4 separate regions of the Mus musculus genome follow, and all the other regions are linked to region 1. A link is a contact called in public promoter capture Hi-C data. All regions are on one chromosome and are shown on one strand. The core of a region is the stretch at or near the end of the contact, and the rest is flanking DNA. Distances in the headings are between cores, read along the strand shown.

Region 1 (6,478 bases), core at 1,153-3,652:
GAGAGTGTGAGGGATGCATTTCAAAACTGAAAATTTCTTTTTTTTTTTTTTTTTTTAAGTCCAGAGTGTACTCTTTAAATCCCAGTTATTTTCTAGAACAAATCAACAAAAAGAGTTTTTAAAGCTGGGAAAAGTGATACACACGCGTTATCTATCCCTAAGGAAACCAAGGCAAGGAAACCTTGAGCTCAAAGCCAACATACACTACAAGGCAAACCCTACACACACACACACACAGACAGAGAGGGAGAGAGGGAGAGGGGAAGGGGGGAAGGGGGGTGCTAGGCTCTTCATTCCAGCATGCAGGCAGACAGATCTCTGTAACTTTAAGACCAGCCTGAGCTACACAGTAAGACCCTATCTCAAGAGAGAATTAACAAAGTCTCCTAAAAGTAAAGTAAATTTCACCACAGATGTGCAAGCTAATTGTCATTTTGTACAAGGCCCCAGAATTAATGGGTTTCTCCTGTGTACACTATCACTAGCCAGTGAAAATCACCTCACCTAAATCAAACAAAAGCTAAACACCAACTGTGTGGACTTTTCTAGAAAAAAAAAAAAAAAAAAAAAAAAAAACAACACACACACAGAGCATAGCAAAATACCACCCATCACAATCCTTAAGGTGTAAAAAGACTAGAAAAGACCATTTATACTACACATAGTTCCCATTTAGTGAAGCAAATACCCTAGAACAAAAGTATGTGTAGCATGTTACCACAGTCCAGAGAAGGTGTCCTGGCCACCCGATTTTGCAGTATTTGTTTATATTATGTAACTAACCAATAACTCCCAACTTCTGTCCACCTCCTTTGCTCACCACACCCACCCCAGAAAGGAAAATTAAGCACAAAGACTGTGAGTCCTGAATCCCTGTGCCTTCAGAATATTTTTCCTTGGTTTCATCAGGTAAACGAAGCTGGGTTTCATACAAAGAAAAGCCAAAAACAAAACAGAAAACCCCACACACCACTTGTCCATGTTATTCACATAGAAAAAAAAAGCAAAATGCCATGAGCAGTAGCCTTCAAAGAAAAATTTAAGTTTAACAAATGTCAAAGAAATACAACTAAAATTAACATGAAGTGACGGGGGGAGGGGGGTGGGGGGGAGGCATTGTGTTTCAGTATGAATGATAGGGTTCTCTCTTGGGAGCTAAAACTGAATTACCATTACAGCGCAAGTCTAGTCAACGAAATGCAGCGGAATGATTCCCAAGAGATGATGGTGTACAAAGTGACACACTGGTTTATCTCAGAGTCATCTCGACTGATAGGAACTTCTTTACAGACAATGAATGCACGTTCAAGAACTGGAGCGCTCCTCCTGACCCGGGCAATCCAAAAGTTTGGGGGGTGGGGGTTTAAATGAGTAAGTGACTTCGGGAAATCATGAGGGTAGTAACAAAAAACAGACAGACAGACAGACAGACAAAAAGGCACATCACTTTGTAAATCTGCTCAACGCAATGAACTCTCAAAATAACTTCATTATGAAGGGGAAAAGCAAAGACTGAAACACTCAGAGATTGCTCAATCCATTTTCATTGTGAACTCCTGAGTTCACAGTAGAGTCTAGACACTTAGAGTTAGCCAATATTTTCAGCCGAAAGACAGACACTTTCTTAGCGAGAAATAAACTGAGGGTGCGTCTCGCACCCCAGTTAAGTGTCAGCGAGCCTATTTACGAAAAGCAGTGATTCGCTAGTTCTCAAAGTGCTTGCACTAGAGCTCGAGGGGCAGAGGAGTCGAATGCGCCACCGTTCCCGGGGCGCCCACCGCGCCCCCCTCCCCATCTCGGGAGAAAGCCCCCAAAGGTGGCCGGGGCGCGCAGTGTTTACCCGGCTTGACTGCCCCGGGGAGCTGCTCGTTCCCGGAGCCGCACTCTCTGTTCGAGCGGCGCGCCCCACCGAGCAGCCGTCCCTCAGAGGAGAGCCGCAGCCGGCGCCACAGAAGCGGGCAGCAGAGGAACGTGGGTCCGAGGAGGCCGGGATCGGCGGCCGCGCTATCCACCCCTGGCTGCCGATGCTAAGAAGGGTCCGCCACCCGCGTCGCGCCCGCGCGTCCCCGCGTCCCGCAGCTCGCGCGCGCGGCCGAGAGCAGCCGAGGGGGAGGGGCGGCTGCGCGCGCGCCCCCTCCTCAGACGCCCAAACTTCCCTCAACTCCCTCAACTAAGTTGCGCTCTCACCGTGCGGCTCCCCGGGCTCCCCCGCGGGCCGAGCCGGAGCAGCTCCGCGCCTTGGCCGCGGAGAAGGACAATAGGCGGCCGCTCCCTCGGCGGCGGCGGTGACGGCTGGAGCAAGGAGCAAGCACGGCGGTCTCAACCGAGCCCAAGAGCTTAGCAGCAGCAGCTCCGGCTCTGCGACCGCCCTGCACACAGACCTGCCCACCCGCGCATGCGCCGCCTGCGGCCCGGGGTGGGCGGTGCAACGAGCCAAGCCTAAAAGTTTCTATTGGACAATTAGACTACCCATCATGTTCTGTGAGCCCAATAGGAAGGCTTCTTGGCAGTTGGCTCTGGTTGCTAAGGAACGATGAGGTTGACCGCCACTGCTGCCAGGCGGCAAAGTGATCAAAGTCGGGTGGCTGGCAGCAGCTGCTGGGGAAATGCCCACCCACCTTCTCCTATCCGCCCCATCACCGGAAGCCACCCTTCCTCTGTGCGCCTGGTGCTTACCTAAGTCGGAGCACTTACCACACGTTGACGCTAAGACTCAATAGAGTCTTCTTAAGAGTCCAAGGTGGAGCGGCACAAAGTACTCAAGTATGTTGGATGGGTGAAGATTGTCACAGTGACTTTGAGCTATTCGATCACCACAAAATCATTGCCTTTGAGTTGCTATGGACTTCAGAAACCATCTAGTTGCTTCGGAGAAACCAAGTATGGACATGTTCCAATGGTGACCCAAGATACTACATTAATTGGTACAAAAAGAAACTTCTTTTTGATAGTTACATATTGTAATGTGTTATTAAGGGAAAACATGCCTATAATGCCAAACTATTTTGACATGTTATTTTTTCGGTCAATAGAAAGTTGGGGGGGGGGGGAGCCGGGGATTATGAATATTACGCAAGAAATGTGAGGTTTTCTGTGCAGTTTAATATTTATTGTGGTCGAAGTAAGAAAGGTAGTTTCCTAGGAGGAGAAGGGTATTGACTGGGAAGGAACAGAATGGAATCTCTGCGAGTACTGGCCTTGCATTTTTATTTAGGTGATCAAAACATATTAATATGAAAATATTATGTGGCTGTACCCCTAAGATAAATACCCCATTGGGGGACAGTTTCCTTTAAGTATTGGACTCCCTCTGGCCAACCATCTCCCAGTAGATGACCCAGCACCCACACAGCTATGGACAGTACAAGTTGAACACAGTGGATCATAAGTTTTTTTAAAGAGCAGAAGGAGAATAAGAAGTTGAGAGGGATGGGTTGGGAGAATGTGGCCAAAGTATATTATATGAATGAAGAAAATGTTCAAAGAATTATATGAAAAGATTAACTTCATATAATTTCAAAGTCAGTTTAAAAAAAATAGTAATACAAGATATGGACCTGCCAAAAACTGCAAGAATGGAAGTCACTGTCATTTGGGAAGTTTTAATCCAGACAAGGTCACTACCATCATGAAAATATTTAACAGAAAGTATTATCAGTGCCTGGTGATTGTACCAGGCATTTTCTGTTGTTAAATGTCACTTTCCCTTTTTAAAATTATTTTAATTGAAAAGATGCTTCATATAACATGTTTTGATCTTGTTTTCCCACTCTCCAGTTCCTCTCAGATCCTCCCCACCTCCCTACTCATCCAACTTCATGTTTTTTCTTTTCTTCTTCCTTCATAAAACAAAAGCAAAAAGTACGAAACACAAAAATGGAAATCAAACAATCAAATCCAGGATCAAGTCCAAAAAGAAAAAGAAAGCCAAAACACAGCACAATGAAACAAAAAGTCCACAAAAATACCACTGAGTCCATTTTGTGTTGGCCAATAACTGGAACATGAGGCCTGCCCTGAAGTGTGATTGATAAAACCAGTGAGAGTGCATTGGAGAAAACGGATTATCCCTTTGCCAGGGCATATTGATTGTATATATCTTCTTGCTTAGAGGCTGGGAGCCTATGACCCCTTCCTCCCTCTAGATGCTGGGACTCCTGGCTTGAACCTTTGCAAATCTTTTGTGTGCCAACACTGCATGAGTTCATATGCATATCAGTCCTATTGTGTCTGGTAGTCACTGTTTCTTGTAGTCATCCATCACCTCTGTCTCTTACAGTCTTTCTGCCTCCTCTTCCTCACTCCTTCCTGACCCTTGAGGGCAGGGGGTTGGTTAGAAGGTCCCGTCTAGGACTAATGCTCCAATGTCTGTCCCACTCTATATGTTGTGCACTTTTTGGTCTCTATGTTAATTCCCATCCACTACACGAAGCTTCTCTGATGTGGATTGAGCAAGGCCCTTATGAGTATAGCCATATGACACTAAGAATCGTTATATTGCTATGTTCCTTTAGCAGAAGAAGAATAATAGGTTTCCCCTAGACCCAGGACCTATCAAGTTTCAAGTTCTTAGCCACTTTAGTAGTCAATGTAGGTTTGGGTTTCATTTCATGGAATCACAAAGTGGTTGGTTACTCCCATAACATTGGTGCCACTATTCAACTAATATGTCATGTCGTCAGGTCATTGTTCTAAGTCACAAATTTTGTTGCTGGATAACATCAATGATTACTTTTTCTACTCCAGTACCTTGCAGAGTAGCTTCCAGTAGCATGGCAGCTAGTCAGTAAAGGGGAAGCTTCTAGTTAGTCACCAGCTCAACCCTTCCATGTGTGATGACACACGCAGCTGTTATCTTCAGCAACCGGCCTTTACCATCAGGTTATGGGGAGTAGAAACAGCCTGTGATACTTGAAGGTTTCTATTAGGGCCCCTGTGGCCAACAACGCAACAAGATATCGCCCATTCCTGGCACTGGAGGCTTTAAGGAGTGGCATATGATGTCCAGTTGTCTCCCTGTTATTTAGTGGTTCCTTTTAGATGCCTTTCCTATGTTCATGTATTTTAGGAAGCTTCTACAGTAGGTTTCCACATTGGCTTTTCAAAAGTAGTACTTGTCCCTCCACACAGTCCCTTTCTTACACTTCTCTCCTATTCTCATCTCAATTTAATCCTCCTAGTTTCCCCATTATCTTTCCATAACAATATATTATATTGCCCCTACATATAAGACAAAACTTAAAATATCTGTCTTTGGGAATCTATGGTACTGCACTCAGGGTAGTTTTTTTTTTCTAGCTCTATCCATTTACTCATAAATTCCATGATTGATTGTAATAGCTGAAAAATACTCCACTGTATAAATTTATCACATTATCCATCAGTTGGTGGACATCTAGGCTGTTTCCAAGTTTCAGGCTATTATGAATAGAGTGGCCATGAACATGGATGAGCTAGTATCTCTATAGTAGGATGTAGAACCCTTTGGGTATATATATATATCCAAGATTGATATAGGTGGATCTTGAGGTAGATTGACTTCCAGCTTCCTACTGATTTCCATAGTGGCTAGACAAGTTTGCGTTCCCACCAGCTATAAGTAAGTGTTCCCCTTTCCCTGCACCCTTAGCAACATGTGCATTCTTTTATTGATCTTGGCCATTCTGACTGCTGTAAAATGAAATCTTAAAGTAGTTTTGATTTGCATTTCCCTGATGGCTAAGGATGTTGAACATATTTTTTTAGCTTTATTTATTATTATATCTAAGTACACTGTAGCTGTCTTCAGATGCACCAGAAGAGGGTGTCAGATCTCATTAGGGATGGTTGTGAGCCATCATGTGGTTGCTGGGATTTGAACTCAGGACCTTTGGAAGAGCAGTCAGTGCTCTTAACCACTGAGCCATCTCTCCAGCCCTTGAACATATCTTTAAGGGTTTCTCAACCACTGGGTTTCACCTTTTGAGAGCTCTCTGCTTAGTTCTGTACTGCACTTTTGGGCTGAACTATTTGTTTTCTTGATGTTCATTTTTTTTCTTCATATATTTTAGATACTAATTCTCTGATAATCTGATAATCTTGGCAAAGATCTTTTCCCATTCTATAGGCTGCTGCTTTGCCAAAATTATGGAAACTATATGATCCTTGACCATACAGAAGTTTTTCACTTCATGAGGTCCCATTCATTAATAATTGGTCTTACTGCCTGTGTTACTAGTGTCCCACTCAGATATGCCTCCTCTGTGCAAATAGTTCAAGACTATTGCCCTACTTTCTCTTCTATCAGATTCTGGATTCAATTCTTCACAGAAATTGAAAATAAAAAAAAATTCAACTTTGTATGGATACACAAAAATACTCAGAATATGTGAAACAATTTTTCATTTATTTTTTAATTAAGAATTGATATTGCTAGAATAGCCATTTTCACAGTACTAATTCTACTGATCCGTGAGCATGGGAGATGGTTCAATCTGGT
Region 2 (6,478 bases), core at 2,033-4,532, 3.4 Mb before region 1:
GCCTCTCACTCCTTTTATACTCTCTCTCATCCACGCACCGCAGGCCACGCCCCCTCATCAGTCACGAGGCTTCAGCTAATCAGGGCAGCAGGGGCAAATCTCCACCAAATTGGATTCACCTGTATCCTGGTACACCTGCGCAGCACTCAAGATGTTTGTGTCTTATATGAGGAAGTCAGGTGCAAGTCATATGACTTAGCTGCAGTCCCTGGCGCCTTTAGGACTGCCGCCACACCTGCTCCTAACACCAGAGGATTATCACCCTTACTGTACAGAAATGAGGCCCACAAGCTGAGTAGTTTGGGACGACGGCTGATACAGAGACCATGCTCTGAGCCTCAAGCTCCTCTCAGTGGTGTGAGAAGTATGGACACAAGGCAGCAAACGCTACAGAAACACAGTCCAGCTGAACACCCCACACCAAGAGTCCCCAAACCAAAATCTGCAGAAGGAGGAACCGGGATCTTTATAAACTGTTGTGCTCCCATGTCTGTCTGTCTGTCTCCTCCTAGCCTCCACCTCATACAGCAATGTTCAATAGCTCTCTGCCTCTTTCCTCCAGCAAAGATGATTTCCTACATCAGACGGCCAGCTATCCTTGAGCCAGAGCTGCCCCCATCTGGACACACTGCTGTTCCCAAACCCCACCCCTCCAATGCCTTCAGACCCAGCTCCGTATCACTGAATGCTCTTCTGGAACCCCTGCATCTTCCCAATCTTACAAAGAGGTTCTCTGGGGTCCCAACTGTGCCAGGTGCTGGACAATTACCAAGATGGATTGTGGGCTGAGAAGCTCAGTTTGACCACAGACATAGAAACGCAGCAGATGGTGTGCTGAGGGCCGGCTAGCCACCCAAGGAGGAAAAGCAGACCAAGATGACTCCTAAAAGTCACTTCTGAGTAAATGGGGAACAGTAACCCTACAGGGAGAGGGCGTGGGCAGTGGAAACACCAGGGAGGGACGCAGGCCTGACAAAACTAGCCTGATGCTGAGGAAGAAGGGCCAGCAGCAACATGAGGTCCCTGTAGTAAGTACCTGATGGGTGATAGCTGGGGAGACCGCTTCTTCCTTATTATCACCTCACCTTCTGCCACTGACTTTAGAGGGCCTTCCACAAGTCACCCTTACCCTATACTGGTGTTTTAGCCTCGTATCTGTTGGTCAAGTGAGGGAGGCCAAGGCACCCAGGTGGGTCTGTAAAATTTGTACCCAGCAGCACTGACCCAGGACTTTAACTGCCTATGAGGAGAGCAAAGGAATCCACCCTGTGTACTCCAATACACTGGATTTTATCCTCCACAGACAACAGGCATTCCTCCTCAGAGCTCCCTCAGGTGAGCGAGCTGCAGAGCCCCACTGTGTCTGCTGTCCCTCTCTCATGGCAGACTTGCTTCAGAAGCCCAGGCTGGGCCTCACAGCGACAGGCCTGGAGGACACTGCAGAGCTCAAGGTCCTCCTAACCACAGATCAATAGGACTGACAGGAAGAGACAGTCACCAGAAAGATACACTGAATTAAGGAGAGCCCGGCCAGAGGAGATGCTGCAGGATTTTGGATGGATGGACCAGGCAGCCCAGGGTAGGAAGTGTTCAGAGAAGAGAAACCTGACAGGCACAGAGCAAAGAGCTTGGTGCTGGTAAACAGCTAGGAAGCAGGGGGCGTGGAGACAGGTGGAATGGAATGGAGAAGGATATGGAGTCACTGGAAGACTGCAGGGGCCATCACAGCTATCTCATCGGAGGATGAGCTCAGACTAGGGGCCTGAGCAATATTATCACAGGTGTGAAAGCTTGTATATGCTTGGCCCAGGGAGTGGCGCTATTAGGAGGTCTAGCCTTGTTAGAGGAGTGTCACTGTGGGCGTGGGCTTTAAGACTCTCATCCTAGCTGCCTGGAAGCCAGTCTTCTATCTGCCTTTAGATGAAGATATAGAACTCTCTGCTCCTTCTGCACCATGCCTACCTAGATGCTGCCATGCTCCCACCATGATAATGGACTGAACCTCAGAACCTGTAAGCCAGCCCCAATTAAATGTTGTCCTTGTAACAGTTGCCTTGGTCACGGTGTCTGTTCACAGCAGTAAACCCCTAATCAAGACACAGGGTAAGTAGCAGTAAGATAGGAGGAAAGACCAGTCCTGTGTTTGCTGATGCCAGCATGTGTGTGAGTAAAGGTCCACTTAGCCAGGGGGAGGCCCAGTGACCCATGCTGACTCAATGGCTCTCAGCTTGCTCGTTCACTCTCCAAATAGCACCCCCTCTTTTAAAAACAGGTTGTCAGCAACCTCCTCATTTCCACAAACCACACCTCAAAGGGAGAAAATCTGGCTAAGAAGACCTGTGCTAACCCTGCTGATCATAGACTTTCCTGTCCCTGCCGGCAAGGTCTGAAAGAAGCTAAAATCAGGTCCCCTTGAGAAAAAGTCTCTGTACTTTTGTATTTGTGTTAAGAGATAAAAAGCAGCCATTTCCTATAGTCCCTCACCCTGTGAACATGTCAGAACCAACAATTACAAAGAGAACGTCCACAGCCTGCAGCCCTGAATGGAGCTCAGCTTAGTTGGAGAGAAGAGGACACAGTCCTTTCAACAAGGCCACGTACAAATATTCCATATCTTAACTCTGGTCAGTATGGTAGGCACGTGGCCTTCAAGTGAGGGTCCCTGACCCAAGAGGATTCCAGATGAGAAGGCTCCCAAGAAGCTACAAAGCCAGAAACGTCACTGTCATAAGGGCCCCACCTGCCATGCCCTGCCTGCCATGCCCAGGTCTCTGTCTGTCTGTCGAGACCCTGTTCTAGCACAAAGTAACCGGATGGCATCAACCGTTCTAGGTAGAAGGCAAAGTTTGGGGATTAGGACCCGAGATCCCACCCTCAAGTCACGATTGCGATAATCATCCCAGTTTGAGAAAGGGTGGCGCAATAAAGGTCCCCGATGCTGCCCAAAAGCTTACCAGACCAATTTTAAACAAAACAAAACAAAAGTACGAGGACAGTCCGCGCTCACCAGCTGAGGCGTCCAGAGGACGCTCAACGTCCGCGCCGTCCCCTGAGGCCCACCGGCCCCGAGTCCGGCCAGGACCACGTGAGGCCGCGCCCCGGCCTAGTTGCAAACCAACCCGTCCCGAGAGCCACAGGCGGCTGGCGACAGAAACGGGCGGCCCGGGACTCCCTGTGGCCGTCCCCTAGCTCACCTGAAAACCCGGCCGCGCTTTCCCAGGTTTCACGTGGAACCCTTGCCGGGTGCGGAAGCTCCTTGCCCGGACAAGCCCGGCTTCGGCTACCTGTCTATTGGTTCTCTGGGGCGTAGCGCCCGCCTAAGGACTCTTCTGATTGGTTGATCCTGCTCCTCCTCAGTAAGTGTGCCAACTGGAAGGGGTGGGGCTACCGAAGGAAGAGGGCGTGGCCTGCGCCGGGATAGGGCAGCGTTTAGGAGGTTAGCATAAAACCGAATGGAACGTCCGGTTTCTGACCCGACGCCTAGTGAACCGCAACCTTCAAAGACTTAAAGCCTCAAAGAGCACATCCCGATCTGCCTCGGGGAACTGCAGCCCCTCCAGGCTTGGGGTTGTGAGAAGTCCGTGAAATAATACAGTATTCGTTAAACTTGGGGGAAAAAAAATCAGGTTTGCTTCTTCTGCACTGCTTTTTCAATATTTATTTGATTTGGGTTTTTTGTTTGTTTATTTTTTGTTTTGTTTTTTGAGACAGGATCTCAAGCTGTCCTCTCATTTTCTTTTTTTTTTTTTTCTAGTGTCAAGTTCACATAATGTCCTCGCTTTTTCTGTGTTAGCTGTGAATGAGCCTCTTGCCTCTGCCACCCTAGTGCTGGGATCACGCGTTTTGCCACCACACTCATCTTAAGTATTCCTTTGTGATTTTTTTTTTTTAGGAATGGGAGAGTTGCTCAGCGGTAAAAAAGGTGCTTGCTCTCTCTGTAATCCTGACAATCTGAATTTGATCCCTGAACCTTCTTAGCCTAGGCAGCTCTGGGCGTGGTTGCACACACCTTTGATCCCAGCACTCCGGAGGCAGAGGCGGGTAGATCTCCGAGTTCCAGGACAGACTGGTGTACAGAGCAAGTTCCAAGATAGCCAAAGCTACGCAGAGGAGAGAGGTAGAGAGGGGGAGAGGGAGAGACAGAGGAAGAAGAAGACGGAGGGAGGGCAGGCGAGCCAGATGCAGTGGTATTTATCTGTGACCTCAGTAACTCCTACAGTTAGATGATATATGGAGACAGAAAAACTAACTGGAGCTCTCTGGCCAGCTAGGGTAGGCAGAAACGAGATACCCCAATCAACAAGAAACTCCCTGAGCCAGGCGGTGGTGGCCCACGCCTTTAATCCCAGCACATGGGAGGCAGAGGCAGGCAGATTCTGAATTCGAGGCCAGCCTGGTCTACAGAGTGAGTTCCAGGACAGCCAGGGCTACATAGAAAAACCCTGTCTCGAAAAACCAAAAAAAAAGAAAGAAAGAAAGAAAGAAAGAAAGTCCCTGAAGTTGTCCTTTAGCCTGCATATGTGTGTTCAGCCCCTGCCCCTCCATGCACACACACACTTACACACAAAACAGGTTTTTAAAAGTAAGTTTAAAAAGGGAAAGCCGGAGGAGCTCATGGGCCCCAGAAGCAAATCTACTATTTTGCTAAACTGACAGCATCAATCTGCCCTTAAAATCCGTATACTCAAACATTCTGCTGGTGCAGCCCCAGACCTCATTAGAGAAGTTTCTTTGTGCGGTGGGTAGCCCCTAACACAGACACTCACAACTGGTCAAGCTGCAAGTGAGCGGCTGTGGGATGTTCAGCCATGGCGGAGACATCTATAGCCCAGCCCTTCTCTCCAAGGCCCACGACCATCTTGGAAGTCTGAGCAGAAAGACTGTAAGAGCCAGAGGAAGAGGAGGAGAAGGAGGAAGGCTGGGGTCATGTCCATGTCTCAAGTCAGGACTCTTGACTTCGTAGCCGCCGGGGCTGCCTGTGCAGGATCAACACAGTCACCGTGTCATGAGCATGGAGCCTGGAGTGGCTCACAAGCCCTCCCCATCCCTGGCTACCGACAGTTGATGGCTGCTGGGGGAAGGAGAACCAGGCTTTCCTGGATGGATCAACAGGATGCAGCTGTAGATAGGATGACCATGCTGCGGTGGGTAGCTAGTTCTACATCCATGCAAACCCAGGCAGCACCAACTGGAATCAGCGAGTTGTAAAAGAACCCGAGGTTGGAAGGGAGAGGGTGGGCAGTAGATCTAGAACGGATGGGAATGGATACGTTTAAAATGCACTGAATGTTTATATGTTTAATTCTCAGAGAATTAAAATATGTTAAAAAAATAATAAAGTTAGGGCTGGAAAGATGGCTCTGCTCAGCTATCAAAGGCTAGGCTCTCAACCGAAAAGACAGAATGGAAAATAAAAATGTAAAGGAAAGCTAAATGAATGCATATCATTTGTACAAAGCAGTGGGCTTCATTGATGTGTTCATACCTGTACTTAGCTCTTACTCCATCCTGTCTTTACCCTCTCTCGTCAGCCCATTCCCCTTGCTATCTCTTTCTTTCACATAAGCCCTCGTAGATATGCTTCTCCCCTCCCCCCTCCGAAAGGAGTAAACCAGCGTTGCATGAACAGTATGTAAGTATGGGTGCCCATGGCCCTGGGCCCTATAAGCCAACAGACCAGAGGGTGGTTTTCCTTCTTGAATCAACCCAGGAAGGCTGTTTCAAGGAAATCTAGGTTTCTCAAGTTGAGGATGAGCCAAAATTCCAAGACCTTAGAGAGGTGCAGGAAACCAAATTTTAATTAACAAGCTATTTGTTCCAGTTGATCTATGGGACAAGGGAGTTGATTGCCAAGACATCAGAGAATGTGAATGTGAACGGATCTTTTTTTTTTTTTTTGTCAGAGGCCAGAGTGGGAAATCCATGAGTTTTAGCTCATTGTATGGGAAAGAACGATTTTTTTTTAATAGAAAGCCATTTCCAGAACTCAAAATAGTGGGAGACGTTCTTAACCAGTGTAGTTTTCACAGAGCCCTGTGGGATGGTAAAGGTCAACAGAGGCTATTCAAAGAGTCCTCTCGTGTGCTTTTAAAAAGCGACAGACAATGTGGTGGGCATGGTACCCAGCCAGAGCTATGTAGGGAGCCACTGTCGAAAGAGAAGAAGAAAAAAAAAAAAGATGCCACACTGGGTAGTAGTGGTTGGTACACATGCCTGTAGCCCCAACCCTTGGGAGATGAGGGGTACAATGTCATCCTGGGCGACACAGCAAGTTGGAGGCCACCTGGGTCACAAGTCTCTAAAACAAAGTAGGAAATAGTGGGAAAAGCTGACACCAGAATGGCTATACTGGGAGATTTGGTTACGTTCACTTGGCAGTTGGGTTCTGTTGATTTGGGAATGTTTGGGGCCTACTGGTTTTGGATCCATTTATCGTGTACGTGTGCAGGTGTGCAAATGCCGTACAGGGGCGGTGGGA
Region 3 (6,478 bases), core at 2,482-4,981, 3.4 Mb before region 1:
TGAGGCAGGGGGATCATGAGTGTAGGCAGCCGGCGCCTAAAAGATAGCGCCGGTCTCCGGTACAGGTCGCAGTAAATAACACCACTGTGCAGGCGCTAGCCCAAATCTGGAGCCAACCCCTCCCAAGTGGGTGCATGCAAATTAAGGTGCCGGCAGACTGACCAATCCCAGGAGGACACATAGCCCTCCCCAGTGCTGGGGTGTATATAAGCAGTCCTCCCTGGGTTTCCGGGGTTCCCGTAGCATCGAGGTGTTCCTGCAATAAAGCTGTTGAGAAGAATCCGACCGTGTTGCGTTTTTCCTTGCCGGACAAGGTGGGCGCAACACATGAGATTGGCTTTTGCTGCATAACCAGCTCTTTTAGACTGAGTGCTAAGAATTTCACATCCTAATTATAACACTATTATGAATATAATGAATTTTACTCCCTGCCCTCAACCCTATGATCTGTGTCATTAGCCTCATCGTCTAGGAGGGAAGGTCAAGATGCAGATAGGTTAAGGAATTCACAGGTAGGAGGTTTGAAAGATGAGGTGAACTAGTCTCACTTCAAGCCCCACTCCTTTAAGATATCTTTGAAAGGAAGTGGGTCTAAAGGTCTAGCTCAGTTAGTAAAGTGCCTAGCCCTCTTGAGGCCCTGGCTTTGATTCCCAGCAACACATAAATGAGGCATGGTGGTGCATGTGTGAAATGCCATCACCAGGGAGGTACAGAAAGGAGGGATAGAAGTTCAAGGTCATTCTCCATTGAATTTAAAGCTTGAAGAATGGGCTTTTAGGGATAGTGTAGATGCCAAGGAAGGCCATTGAGGAAGAGAAGGCCTACTATCCATCTCTCTGTTGTCCTATTGTCCCTTGTGGTCAGGGGCAGCCGATCTTGGCTCTGTATCTAGATGGATGAACTGCCCTTCTTTCTACCCCCCACCCCAACCCCTCTGCCTGCTCTTCCTCCTCCTTTTGATGGCATCTAAAGCCTCCCACAGGCCTGGCAAGCACCTCACCCCTGAGCTACATCCCCAGGCCTATTTGTTTAGTTAATTTATCTTTACTTGCACATCAATTAATTTCAGAAATATTCATATTCACTAAATCATGAAACCAACCTGGGTGTGCAACAACAGAGGAATGGATAAAGAAAACATGGCACGTGTGAACTAGGAACTTTCTCCAGCTGTAAAGAAGAACTGAATTACTTTGTAGAAAAATTGATGTCGAATCCCATCCATGGAGCTGGAGATACCATAATACCATCAAATTCTTTTTGAGATACCTGCAGATTACAAAATTTACTATTTCAAAATTATTGGTTCAATGGTTTGTAGTATATTAAGAAGTGTGGCATTCACCATTACCTAATTTTAATACATTTTCATCAACCCCTGCCCCTGAAAAAAAAAAAAAAAACAAAAACAAAAAAAACGATCCAGATTAGCAACCACTGTATACCTCTCTAAGCATTCCAAGTCCCTTATCTGATTCCTATTTCTATAGATTTGTCCATTCTGGATATTTCAAATGATGGAGTCAAACAGTATGTGGCAAATCATATCAGGCTCCCTTCACCTGGTATAATGCTTTCAAGGTTCACCCATGTGTTTGCATGGACCAGTACTTGATTCTTTTTGGTTTGGTCTACAGAGTCTCATGCAACCAAGGCTTGCCCTAAACTTGCTACGTAGGTCAAGCTGGCCTCGAACTCTCAATCCCCCTGTATCTGTTGAACACAGCTTTAACTTTATACTCTAATAACTGTCCTTTGGAATACAACAACTATTTTTTTTTAAGGAAGTCATTGATACGTGCTTCCTTTTTGCTTTCCTCTAAGCTGTTGACTAACCCAAGGTTACAATAAATTATGTCTAAGATGTCTTCCCAGGGCTTAGCCTGACTTGTGGATTAGATCCATTTTGAGTTATTTTTGTTCCGCATGAGATAAGGGTGGAGTCCCTCTGAAGGTTGACCCTACCCTGCCCCTACCACAACCACACAGAAGGGAGAGTTTGCTTTCTAATCCTAAACAGCAGTTATTAAGGAACGCCTACCTTCAAACCCCAGGCCCAGAACTGAAGGAGCAGGCTTGAACTATTTCCAAGTTCAAAGCTTTTGCTAGTTTAAATTTATCCTTCTATCTGACCTCTCTACAACGAAGTCAGAACACTGTACACATTAGAGATGAAAAATACAAAAAGAAAAACCCAGACTCGGAGAAGCTGATGCGTGTCTTGAAGCCACATGGGGACCCACCTGTCCGAGTTGGGATCTGACCTGATGCCTTGAGTATTAGCACAGCCCTGTCCCATGTTTATTTTGCTTTGCTTTGGGGCAAGGTGTCATGTAGCCAAGGTCAACTTGCTGTGCAGCCAAGACAGGCCTTGAGCTACTGATTCCTCTGCCTCCCTTCCTAAATGCTGGGGTTATAATCTGTGGCCCCACCCCTACTGGCTCTTATTCTTGTATGAACTTGTGCAAGAGATGTATGTCCCCTTTGGGTCTCAGTTTCATCATGGGAAAGGAAGAGAGTTGTGGCTGGAAAGCTTTAGTAATATTTTATCAAGACTTCAAGTATTTAGGGCTAACAGGTTTAATACTTGGGATAACCTTAAGAGGCAGGTATAGTCATTTTCCAGAAAAAGGCATGAGGTTTCTAAAGCCAGCACCTAAGAATACTGAGCCTGGAAATGGTAGGACTGGGCCAGAAACCTATCATTCTCTTCATAGTCAGTCTATATCCCCAAGTCACCTTTCCCCTTTAGACCTTAATTTTCCTCTCTCCCTGGTCAAAGTCAACACATATCCCTTTCTCATGTGTTGGTCTGCAGAGATATTCATTCTCTGAGTCCTTTGGGTATGGAGAGGGTTGGGAGAGAGAGCAAGGCTCAACCTAGCCTCTAATTCTATATCCTATGTCTCAGAAGAGCTGGGGATATAGAATGGAGATGGCATGGGGGTCCAGAAGAGATAGACCACAATGGATTACTGATGGAATATTTACTGAGATTCTATAAGATGTCAAACCTTGTTATGGGGTGGGAGGTGGGGCTGGAACAGAAAATAAGACAAAAATCCCTGTTCTCAGTTTATAATCTACCAAAGGGAGGAGAGACACAACAAAGCAATACACATCAACAGAAACAGATATTTGACAGTGGTGGGTGAACAGTGGCGGTGGCTACCCAGAAGCCTTAAGAGAAGATATTTTGGGTTTGGTTTCCTGCCAAAGCATCAAAAATAAACCATACACCCAAATACAAACGCGCGCGCGCGCACACACACACACACACACACACACACACACACACACGCAAGCACAAAGGAGAGAAGCCACCGACTCACAGGGAAGAAATAGCTTGTAAGAAAAAAGAAAATTAAATGAAGTAACGTGTAGGTGAAAAGGCCAGTCAATGGTATTGGATTCATTTAGTACAGAAGCTTTTATTGTATCCCCACGTGCAACCACGAGCATGGAAAACGCAGTGACATGGTGCATGTATAATCCATCTTCCACCAGTATGCAAGAAGCAGGTGAAAACTTAACTCCTACTCATAGTAGTTATGAACGTGCCTTGGATCACTTGGTCCGGGGCTTATCCAGCCTCTATGGTCTCGATCTCTCCTCCGGACGCCAGGGTGCGCTGCGCCGCTCCTTAGCTGCATGGCGTCTCGATCTTCCGATCTTCCCTTCTCGCTGCGCAGCGCTTCCGGTAGCGGGCGGAAACCCGGGCTGGTGGCTGCCGACGCCGGGGTCCCGAGGCATGGTGGGGGCGGGGCCGGGGGAGGTGTGCGCGGAGCAGGCTAGGGCGACCCTTGCCCTGGCCCCATGAGCCAGGACTCGACAGGTGAGGACTTGCCCTTTGCGGCCCGCGAGAGCTCCGCGGCGGGCTCCTCCCCGCATGCTCGCCGGGTCTCAGGAGCTCCGGCCCCCGGCTTTGCCCGGGGAGGCCCCGCCCTGGGCTTTTCTTTCCGGGGGCGACCATGGGCATGTGTGTCTGCCTCTTGGCATCCTTTTCTTGTTTTGGAAGCAGTCGCCAAGAGTGTGGGGACATGTGCACTTGCTCCAACGAGGAATAAACCTTGCGTTCACACAATTAGTGACCCGCTTTAGCCAGGCTTTCGTTTCAGACCGCACCGCACCAAAGCGTCTACCATGTGCCAGCCCCAGGGCTGGAAGAGTATACCGCGGTGACCGAAGTAGACCTGGTTACTTCCATTAGAGAGGGTACAGTTCAACGAGGAGACTCAAACATTAAACACAACCATGCAAGCGACCGTGTAAATTAAAAAAAAAAAATGTGACAGATGACTAGAGAAAGAAACAAGAAAAAGATGAGTCCTTTAGGTGGGGTGGTCAGAAAGACTTCCCCAAAACTTGACACTACTAACGTTGCAACGAGAGAATTTATGGCGTGGACCGGAGAGAATGTCTTCCGGAAAATGAAAGTTCCCCTGTGGTTACCCACGTTAGCCAAGAAGATGGCTTGAGGTATGCCCACCGTTTAAGAAGGAAGCTTGCTACGTGTTAAGCACTGTGGTGGGCATACAACAGATAAGTGTATACTTGACCCAGAGAGATCACCATAAATATACACATTAGTAAAATACAGAGAGTTGCAATTGAGTGGCTAGTGTGTTGGAATCTATGTCTCACTAAGTGAAGGAAGGCCTTCAAAGACAGGATGATGAGGCTGATATTGGAGACAGTTCTCAAAGGTGAAGAATTTAGTGTCTACAAAAGACCAGATAGTAGAGTTCAGTGTGTGGTCTGTTGCAGTCACTCTGCTCTTTTCCTAGGGCTAAAGTGGCTCTAGGCAATATGCAAATGAGCGAGTGGCTTTCAGGGAAGGGTTCCTTCCAAAAAACAACCAGAGGTGGTAGTTTAGAGACCTGACTCCCTCTGGTCTGGCGGCTCTGCAAGCCTTTTAGATCTTTATCCAATGGATGTAGCTTGTATGAGGATAAGCTTGAAACAAAAGGATTGCAAAACAATACCCTGACTATGTGTTGTAAGGGTTTTGTTTGTTTTGTGGTCCTGGGGAATCTGTTATGCTGCTCTTTATGAAAGCCTTTGCCAGAACACTACTACCACCTCCAAGCTTTTGAGATAGATCTCTCTCTCTCTCTCTCTCTTTCTATTATTGATGTGCAAACCTTCTTTGTTGGCCATTTGTATTTGAATCTGGGTTTGTGGCTATTTGTCGAGTTCTAAGAGTTCATTAAATATGTTAAGTATTAACCCCTTACCAGATATTTGGACAGCAAATACTCTGTTCACCCTGTAGGTTTTCCTTTCCCCTTTCCCTGGGGTAGCAGGGTAGGAGGTGGGTAGGGGTTTTGAGACATGGCCTAACTGTGTATGTAGCTCTGACTGTCCAGGAACGCACTATGTAGAGTAGGCTGGCCTCAAACTCACAGAGATCCACGTGCCTGCGGTTGGTCCAGGCCTTATTAACTACCAAATGGTGTTTGTTCATGTATGAGACCCTTTGGCTAGATACCTGAGGAAAGCCCTCATAGTCTTCCTGTCTCTGGCACTGATTTATAGACACCCAGAAGTATGCTTCACGGATCTCCTAGAGTTTTCGAAGCCAGGCATGTTGACAAGATTAATTGTGGCAAGAGAAGGCTTATTTTGGGACTCTATTCTCCATTGGCCTGTCTATACAAGTGTTAGAACTTGGTGTTTTTTTTTTTTAATCATTTGATTGATTGATTGATTGATTGATTGTGGTATAATAGGTTCTGAAAGCAGGAAGTATGAGCTCTACCTGTGTTACTGTTCATATCATCTTAGCTACTTTTTACTCTTTGAGATTTCCTGCTGCTTTTAGCGTGAAATTTTGTTTTCAAAAAAAAAATGCCATTAGGATTTCGATAGAGATTGCTTAAATTTACAAATTGCTTTAATATAACAGCCCAGCAAATGTATATGCGCAGTCCAGTGTTAACTTTTTTGTTTGTTTGTTTTTGTTTTTTTAAGACAGGGTTTCTCTGTGTAGCCCTGGCTGTCCTGGAACATTCTCTGTAGACCCAGGCTGGCCTCGAACTCAGAAATCTGCAATGTTAACTTTTTTAAAAAGCAAAAACAAAAACAAAAAAAAAGTTGGGGAAAGTAAAAGAGTTGACCCTTTGCCTCACCTGTGCAAGGCCCCAGCTTCAATTTCCAGCACCCTATAAGTGAAGTGTGGGTGCGTAACTCTTTAACCCTACACTGGAGAGCTGGGGCAGGAGGATCACAGTTGAAGGCCGTCCATGGTTACATAGCAAGATCAAAGCCTGCTTGAGCTCCTGTCTCAGAAATAAAGACAAGGTTTCAACCTGCATTAGCCTGACCTTGAACTCCAAGTGATATTCCCTCCTTGGCCTCCTGAGTGGAGGTGGTGGGGTTTTTTACTGTGTGCCCTTAGACCCTGAGTAGGAGATTTTTGTGCTGTTCATGTTTGATGTACTTTTTGGCTTATTCTTCGAAAATTCCTGTTAGTTTA
Region 4 (6,478 bases), core at 2,256-4,755, 3.3 Mb before region 1:
AAAAAAGATTCCTCTTAAGTATACTGCTTTGTTCCAACGACAACGAAACTGCCAAGTGACACACTTCTCAGAACCACTTCCTGTCATTAAGTGATGGTTGACTGTGTGATAGGAGCCCGGTTGCCGGCATCACGTCCCACTCACTTTCTGTGTCCTTCTCCTTGGTTTTCTTCCTTAGGGGAGGATGTGGCATCCCATCCTTTGGAACCTAGGCATGGCTGAAGGACTGGCTTCAGGTAGCACATACTTGTCACATACACTTTCCCTCCCTGACAGAGGCTCGTGTTTTTGGTTGAGGTGCTCCTCTGCCCTAGTCCTTGAAGCAGAGCCTTTGGTAACCCATGGCAGACATAAACCATGGATGAGTGGTTTTTTTTTTTTTTCTTTTTGTCTCTGTCATTGAAAGTCAGAGAGATTCTAGTGTATCCTGACTTCTGTGAGGGAAAGTCGCTCCTGAGAACCATGCCTGTGGAACACCAGTGACAAACAGGGAAGACTACTGCACTACAAAGTTAGATCCTGTACTTCAGAGACTGGGGCGGGGGGAGGATTGTGAGTTGAAGGACAGCCAGGATACTTAATGAGACCCTTTGTGAGAGAAAGATGAGAGTAGGAGGGATGGAGGGAGGGAAGGGAGCAGAGATAGAGCAAAATATAGACACATAGATGATAGATAAACAGATAGATGATAGATAGATGATAGGTAGGTAGGTAGATAGATAGACAGACAGGCAGGCAGACAGACAGACAGACAGACAGACAGACAGATAGATAGTAGAATATTGTAGTTCATTGGATTTTCCCTTGAAAGAAACTTCCAAAGCTCTTCACACACTTAGTAAACTCTGAGTTCTTAATGGAGTGTGCTCCAGCTGCCATGAAGCTCAGGGAAGGACGATGAGGCTCTCAGTCTGAGGAAGGTGTCTGGTAGCCTTCCCATGTATTTGAAACCTCCTTCATTCATGTGGTCAGTTTTGTCAGTGAGATCCTGTCCTCTCTGCCTTCCTTTCTTCTTCCACTAGCCCATGGGAGTGAGCTCCACAGAGCTAAAGAAGCTTGAGCTAATTTCTCTTAGTGTACTTTATTTACAGGCAGGTATGCTATGGATGATGGGAAACATGATTTTCCCCTATGTCTGTCTGCTGGTCAGAGAACACAGGGCCCTATCCCATGAATGGGGACTCTCTCAGGATATTTAGTATAGAGAGAGGGAATTGGGATTGGATGTGTATTTGGAGGAGGGTGTAAAGAAAGGTGGAGGGATAGTAGTTGGCTCCTTAGAACAGTCATGGGATGGGGACTCAGGAGTGATCTAATTGAGTTTACAGCCTCTTTCTTCTTGCCACCTCACCCAGAATATGTAGTTCTGATTAAAATCAGGAAGTGTGAGAGACAGCACTCTCTGCGGAGGACCTCCACGCTCCCTTGCTAGCAGAAATAAGCACAGTTAAGCCTGCTTTCAGAAATTGGGGCTGCCTCGAGGCATATACTCAAACTCCTTGACCTACATTTTCTTTATAAATGAGTGCGTGTGAGTGTGTGTGTGTGTACTTAGATACGGCAAGGTTAAGGATATGCCTTCAAACAACACCCATTCACTAAGCACCTGCTACACTCTGCCCTACTAGGAACGGAAAAGCTCAGAAAGAGGCTATTGAATGTATTACATTGCAGTGTGGTGAGAAATACAGAGTTAGAACAATTAGGTATGCAAATGGGAGCTCCAGATGGGACCCAGCCTTGTCTAGACGGTCAAGGAAGAAATGATGAAGGGGCTATGGTATGGGGAGTGGGGAATTGTACTGCTTACATTCATTAGTGGAGTAATTTGATGGTGGCACTGGAACCCAGGACCTGGTGTGTGCTAAGCATGGTCTCTATAACTCATGATGTCTCTCAACACCCCACAGAATGTTTCTACATCAGATATTTATCTGTATATGGGTGCAGGATATACATATGTGCAGGTGCACACACGGTAGGAGCCTAGAAAACTGAGCAAATGGGTTAGTTCATGGTGAAAAGTTTTTCATAGTGCCAAGTTTATAACCCATTAAACCCCCGATGATCTTTACTGCCGATGAATTAGATGTCAATTTTTAGAACATTAATTTTTACATTTCCCTGCCCTGGAAGCAGCCTAAGTATAGCTTCCTTCACATGATAGGGTCTTCACTGTGACTCCCAGGGTCACACGGGGCTTGGAGAGAGTTCTTCCTGAGGTTGGATCTGGAGAATATAGTAACTGTATCCCACAGAGATGGCTTCGGTCCGTTTTGCTTTTTGAGTTCTTAAGTCTGCTTTTTATAGTTTGCTGTCTCTTTCTGTGCTCTCAGGCTGTCAACTGTCACTTCCTGCAGCTGTCAGCCTGGCTTTCTCTTTCTTGAGACTCACCACTATCGGCATCTTCCCCGCCCCCAGTGCGCACACACACACACACACACACACACACACACACACACACACAGAGGGAGATTCCATTCTGATTCAGGATTACTTAGAGTCAGTGGGCTTGACTCATCCAATCTGTAAAGCAGCCACCCCCTAACCTGAGAGCAGCCCCTGATCTGGTGACATCAGCTTCACCTGGGAACTCCTTAGAGATGCCCATTCCTCCGGTCCTGTTCCAGACTTGCCTAATCAGAATCACTGGAGTGGGGTGGGAAGGGTAGAACAAGCAATCTGTATTTACCAAGCTGTCTGGTGATTTAGGTGTCTCTCAGTTGGAGAAATAGCCCATAGGAAAGGGAAATAAGGTCCGAGGGAAGGCTTACGGCGCTGCACGTGGTTCAGAGAATCAGTCTATGTTCTGTGTCCAATCTAGAGACTTCTGTGTCTTTCTGGGTTCTGGGCTGTGTTCAGTGCTATTGGACAGTTTCAGGATAGCTGAATTGTAGGAAGGTGTGATGTTGTGCATGTGTGTCAGCCTAGTACATACAGAGAATGAGTAAAGGATAGAGAGAGAAAAGCCAGGCTCTGCAGAGAGGCTTGTCTTAGCTCCTAGAATCTTCCGTGTGTGGCTTAGCCTCAGAATCCTGGTTGCAATCCACCAGCTCAGAGTCCTACCAGTCTTCAGGTAGAAGGAGGAGCTCCTGGGTTTCGCCTGTGAATAGTGTGCCTAAGGCTCAGACCAAGTGTCAGGAACACTCTGAGAGTTACCAGCTGGTGGAGACTCTGCCAGAGACTCTCCACGCGGAATTTTTCAGGCGGACAGCTGGGATATGTGTGGGAGCCTCAGAGATGCATGGATTTGGGTTTGTAAACACAGGCCTGTTAAATTTAGGGCGGGCCTCGGGCCTAGGAGAGCTCCGTAGCATCATTTGGCAACTGTTGCCCATATTGAGTGGTTTAAAAACCCTGCTTATTCCTTATATAGTAGGAGGCCTGTTTTAGCACAGCTTGTCATCAGAGGGGAGGGTCTTGGCACAGGAGTTGAACACCCACTGTGTGCCAGGTGCTCTGCATAAACCATGCCGTTTTGACTGCTGCGTATTCAGGGGCTGAGGCTTATCAGCTCTGCTTACTGAGAGCAAAGGTCTAGACCTAAGAAATCTCAGTCATGGTGTTGGATGTGCCTCAAGGATGGATGCAAGAGGACCACCTCCTGTGTAGTGGAGAAGGGCAACCGGCAGATGGCATGTAGTGGTAAGGATCCTCTGTCCATAGTGAGAACCCGATACCATCCATAGAAGCCGGGCCAAAGAACTGGCCAAACTGCCTAGTTTCCTTGTGTTACTGCTTGTCAGAAAAAGACATCTGGAGTATGATCCCACAGGATGCTCTTCAAATTCAAGGCTTTGCTGGACAAATCACTTTGGGAATTGTCATAAAGCTTTATTCTCCCCTTGGAGATTGTGAGTTACTTGTGGTAAGCAGGGTTAACCAGCCAAGCAGACAGAGATGATCACTATAAAGAGATGCTGGGAACTGGCTTTGTGGTGGTGCGGGCTGGCAGGGAAAGGTTGACGTCCCAAGGGCAGGCTGCACCTCTCTGCCTGCATCAAGGGCGATGCTGTCTGTGAGTGGGACCCTTCCACCCACCTTTGTGGGGAGACTTCCACTCTACTGTTAGGGCCTTTGGAGCCACTGAGTCCAGTCAACCCAGGTATCCTTTACTCAAAACTAGCTTATTGTAGAATTAACTACACCTATCAAATTTTCCTGGAAACACCTAGGGAAGCATTTGACATTGGCATCTAAGATTGATCACTACAATTATGGTTTAGACCTTAGATATACCCCGAAGGCTTGTTGAAGGCTTTGTGGCAGTGTTTGGAGCTAGTAGAGTCTTTAGTGTGGAGCTCTGTAGAAAGGCATCAGGTTCATAGGGTTCTGCCCATGAAAGTGTGATTGGTATCTCAGTCCCTTTCTTTTCATCTCTGCTTACTGGCTGCCACCGGTGAGCAGCCTCCTCTGCCCTGATGATTTCTGTGCCACAGGCCTGAAGCAAGTGAACTGAGCCACTGTGGACTGAAACCTCAGAATGCATGCATGCATTGAAACACTCTTGTACATTGAGTGCCTCAGGTATTTAGACACAGTGAGACAGAGATGACTGGCCAGTAGAATACCAGATGTAGCACAGAAGTCTTCTCCAAAAAGACATCTTGATTTTGGTGAATCTCTTCCCTCCTAAAGTTGCCCTGCCTGCTCTCCCATTTTACAAACCCGTAACAGAACAGCCATGTGTGCCAGAGTTCCACACAGCGCTTAGGAGATTGCTGGCCTGAGCTTCCTGGCCCTACCTCAACCCGAGACCCTGGAAGAGCTCAGACGCTAAACAATTCAGTCTTTGGTGATTCAGGGACATAGTTTGCCAACCTCAATCCCATTGGTATCTTAGCCAGCTAATTCTGTGTCATAGGGCTCACCCTGTGTACTGTGGGATATTTAGCAGGATTCCTGGTCTTGGTCTGATGGATGACAGCAGTACTCCTTCCTCCCCAGCTATGACAATCCATAATGTCAAACATCTTCCGACAAGTGAAATGTTCCCTGCTGAAAAGCACTAGTGCAGAGGAAGACATTGTGGAATAGCATAGAGGTCCAGGGAGCCCGGCAACCTGAGTTTGAACTGTACCTCTCACATTTAACTGTGTCCTACCGTGTTCTGGACAACTTGGAGCAGTCCAGCCTGGGTTGACTAGCTCTGTGCGGGGAATGACTTTACTTTCATGAGGCCCCATTTTCCACCTCTCCAAAATGATGATCATGATAGGATTTATCAAGTTATTGAGGGATTCATTGGAGTAGAGTATTTAGGCTGCCTGGCTCTCAACAATTATTCTGCATGTGTTTGTCCTTTAGCCTTCTGACAAGGAGGCCCAGTCTCTTGTCTGAATTCTCCTGGGCATCCTGGGATAATGGAATTGCAAGACCATCATCTGGTCTATATTCTAAGTAAGAAGACAAATTCATCTTGGGGTTTGAGGCTCCAGGGCTTCAGACTGGTAACAGTCCCCCACTCGGAGTGCAGATGCCCATGACCCCAAGTTTACAGAGGAACTTCAAGAATGTCCAGAGCTCAGCAGCCTCAGACTCCCTTCCAGGCCACTCCACAGGTTGCTCCATGGCTCCTTCCCACAGGCCACAGATTTATGAATGGTGCACACTGTGTCCTTGCCAGGAGGTTTATTAATGGGCTTTCATACAGCACTTTAGGTTGGTGAGCTCTCCTTGCTCCTTCGGTTCCTGGCCGGATGCAGGGAGATACATCACATCAGCAAAATCTTCCTCTTGATTTGCCAGAGGGGGTGATTAAGACACCATCTATTGGGGATAGACTCTCAGCCCACTCTCCTCCTCCTTTGGCCATCTCTTGGCCACTAACAAATTCCATGGAGGCAGCATATAGCCCATAGCCATCCTCTGCAGGTAAGACGGCCACCTTATTGCCAGTCATGGGGATGCAGAGCATACTAACTTCAGGTCAGAAGTTTTGGGTTCTGGGCATCTACCTACTAGGCAGATAACTCGGGAGAGTTGCTGGGCCTCTCAGAGTTTCAGTTTCTTCATCTGGAGTCACAGCCATCTCCTAGCATGGGTGGGAATATTTCCTGAGTGTTTTAGTTGTGCAAAACCTTGTCCAGGATTAGTGTATCCTCTTTATGGAGGAAGCATGCACAGCAAGGGTGGGGTTTGAGTTACTCAGACACCTCAGAGTGTAGCAGCTTTGGAGGGGCTCTGAACCATTCTTCAAAAGATGCCATTTTTTCCATTTGGGGGAACACAAAAAGAACTTCCATGCAGTCTCTCATACCTGATGAGTCACCTGTGCCTGGTACCTGCAAAGGGCAGGGTCCCTCTGAAGAATGAAGGACAAGCCCCGAGGGATGAAGTACCTCTGTCCTCAGGTGTTGTGCAGAAGTTACCTTCCAACTTTCCATCTTGGGGGGAAACTTCTTTTTTTTTTTATTACGTATTTTCCTCAATTACATTTCCAATGCTATCCCAAAAGTCCCCCCCACCCTCCCCCCAC

The links. Promoter capture Hi-C pulls out the DNA fragments that hold promoters and counts their contacts.
Region 2: a contact with region 1 is called in a promoter capture Hi-C map of pre-B cells. The contact joins the promoter of Aen here to the promoter of Akap13 in region 1. A contact is called at or near these places in 2 of 39 promoter capture datasets (cranial neural crest and pre-B cells).
Region 3: a promoter capture Hi-C map of pre-B cells shows a contact between it and region 1. The contact joins the promoter of Det1 here to the promoter of Akap13 in region 1. A contact is called at or near these places in 3 of 39 promoter capture datasets (cranial neural crest, frontonasal cranial neural crest and pre-B cells) and 1 of 484 Hi-C or Micro-C datasets (pre-B cells).
Region 4: a contact with region 1 is called in a promoter capture Hi-C map of pre-B cells, with 4 times the contacts expected there. The contact joins the promoter of E430016F16Rik here to the promoter of Akap13 in region 1. A contact is called at or near these places in 2 of 39 promoter capture datasets (cranial neural crest and pre-B cells).

The regions. Positions count from the first base shown.
Region 1 is chr7:75,451,458-75,457,935 of GRCm38.p6, reverse strand. It overlaps Akap13 (A kinase (PRKA) anchor protein 13), which reads right to left and starts at 2,402. Exons shown (of 37, transcript NM_029332.1): 1 at 2,188-2,402.
Region 2 is chr7:78,892,731-78,899,208 of GRCm38.p6, reverse strand. Aen (apoptosis enhancing nuclease) reads right to left here and starts at 3,282. Exons shown (of 4, transcript NM_026531.5): 1 at 3,195-3,282. Gm39039 (a long non-coding RNA gene) reads left to right here and starts at 3,427. Exons shown (of 2, transcript XR_882236.1): 1 at 3,427-3,626; 2 at 4,847-5,434.
Region 3 is chr7:78,844,464-78,850,941 of GRCm38.p6, reverse strand. Det1 (de-etiolated homolog 1 (Arabidopsis)) reads left to right here and starts at 3,731. Exons shown (of 5, transcript NM_029585.3): 1 at 3,731-3,835.
Region 4 is chr7:78,715,247-78,721,724 of GRCm38.p6, reverse strand. It overlaps E430016F16Rik (RIKEN cDNA E430016F16 gene), which reads left to right and starts at 3,505. Exons shown (of 11, transcript NR_015542.2): 1 at 3,505-3,645.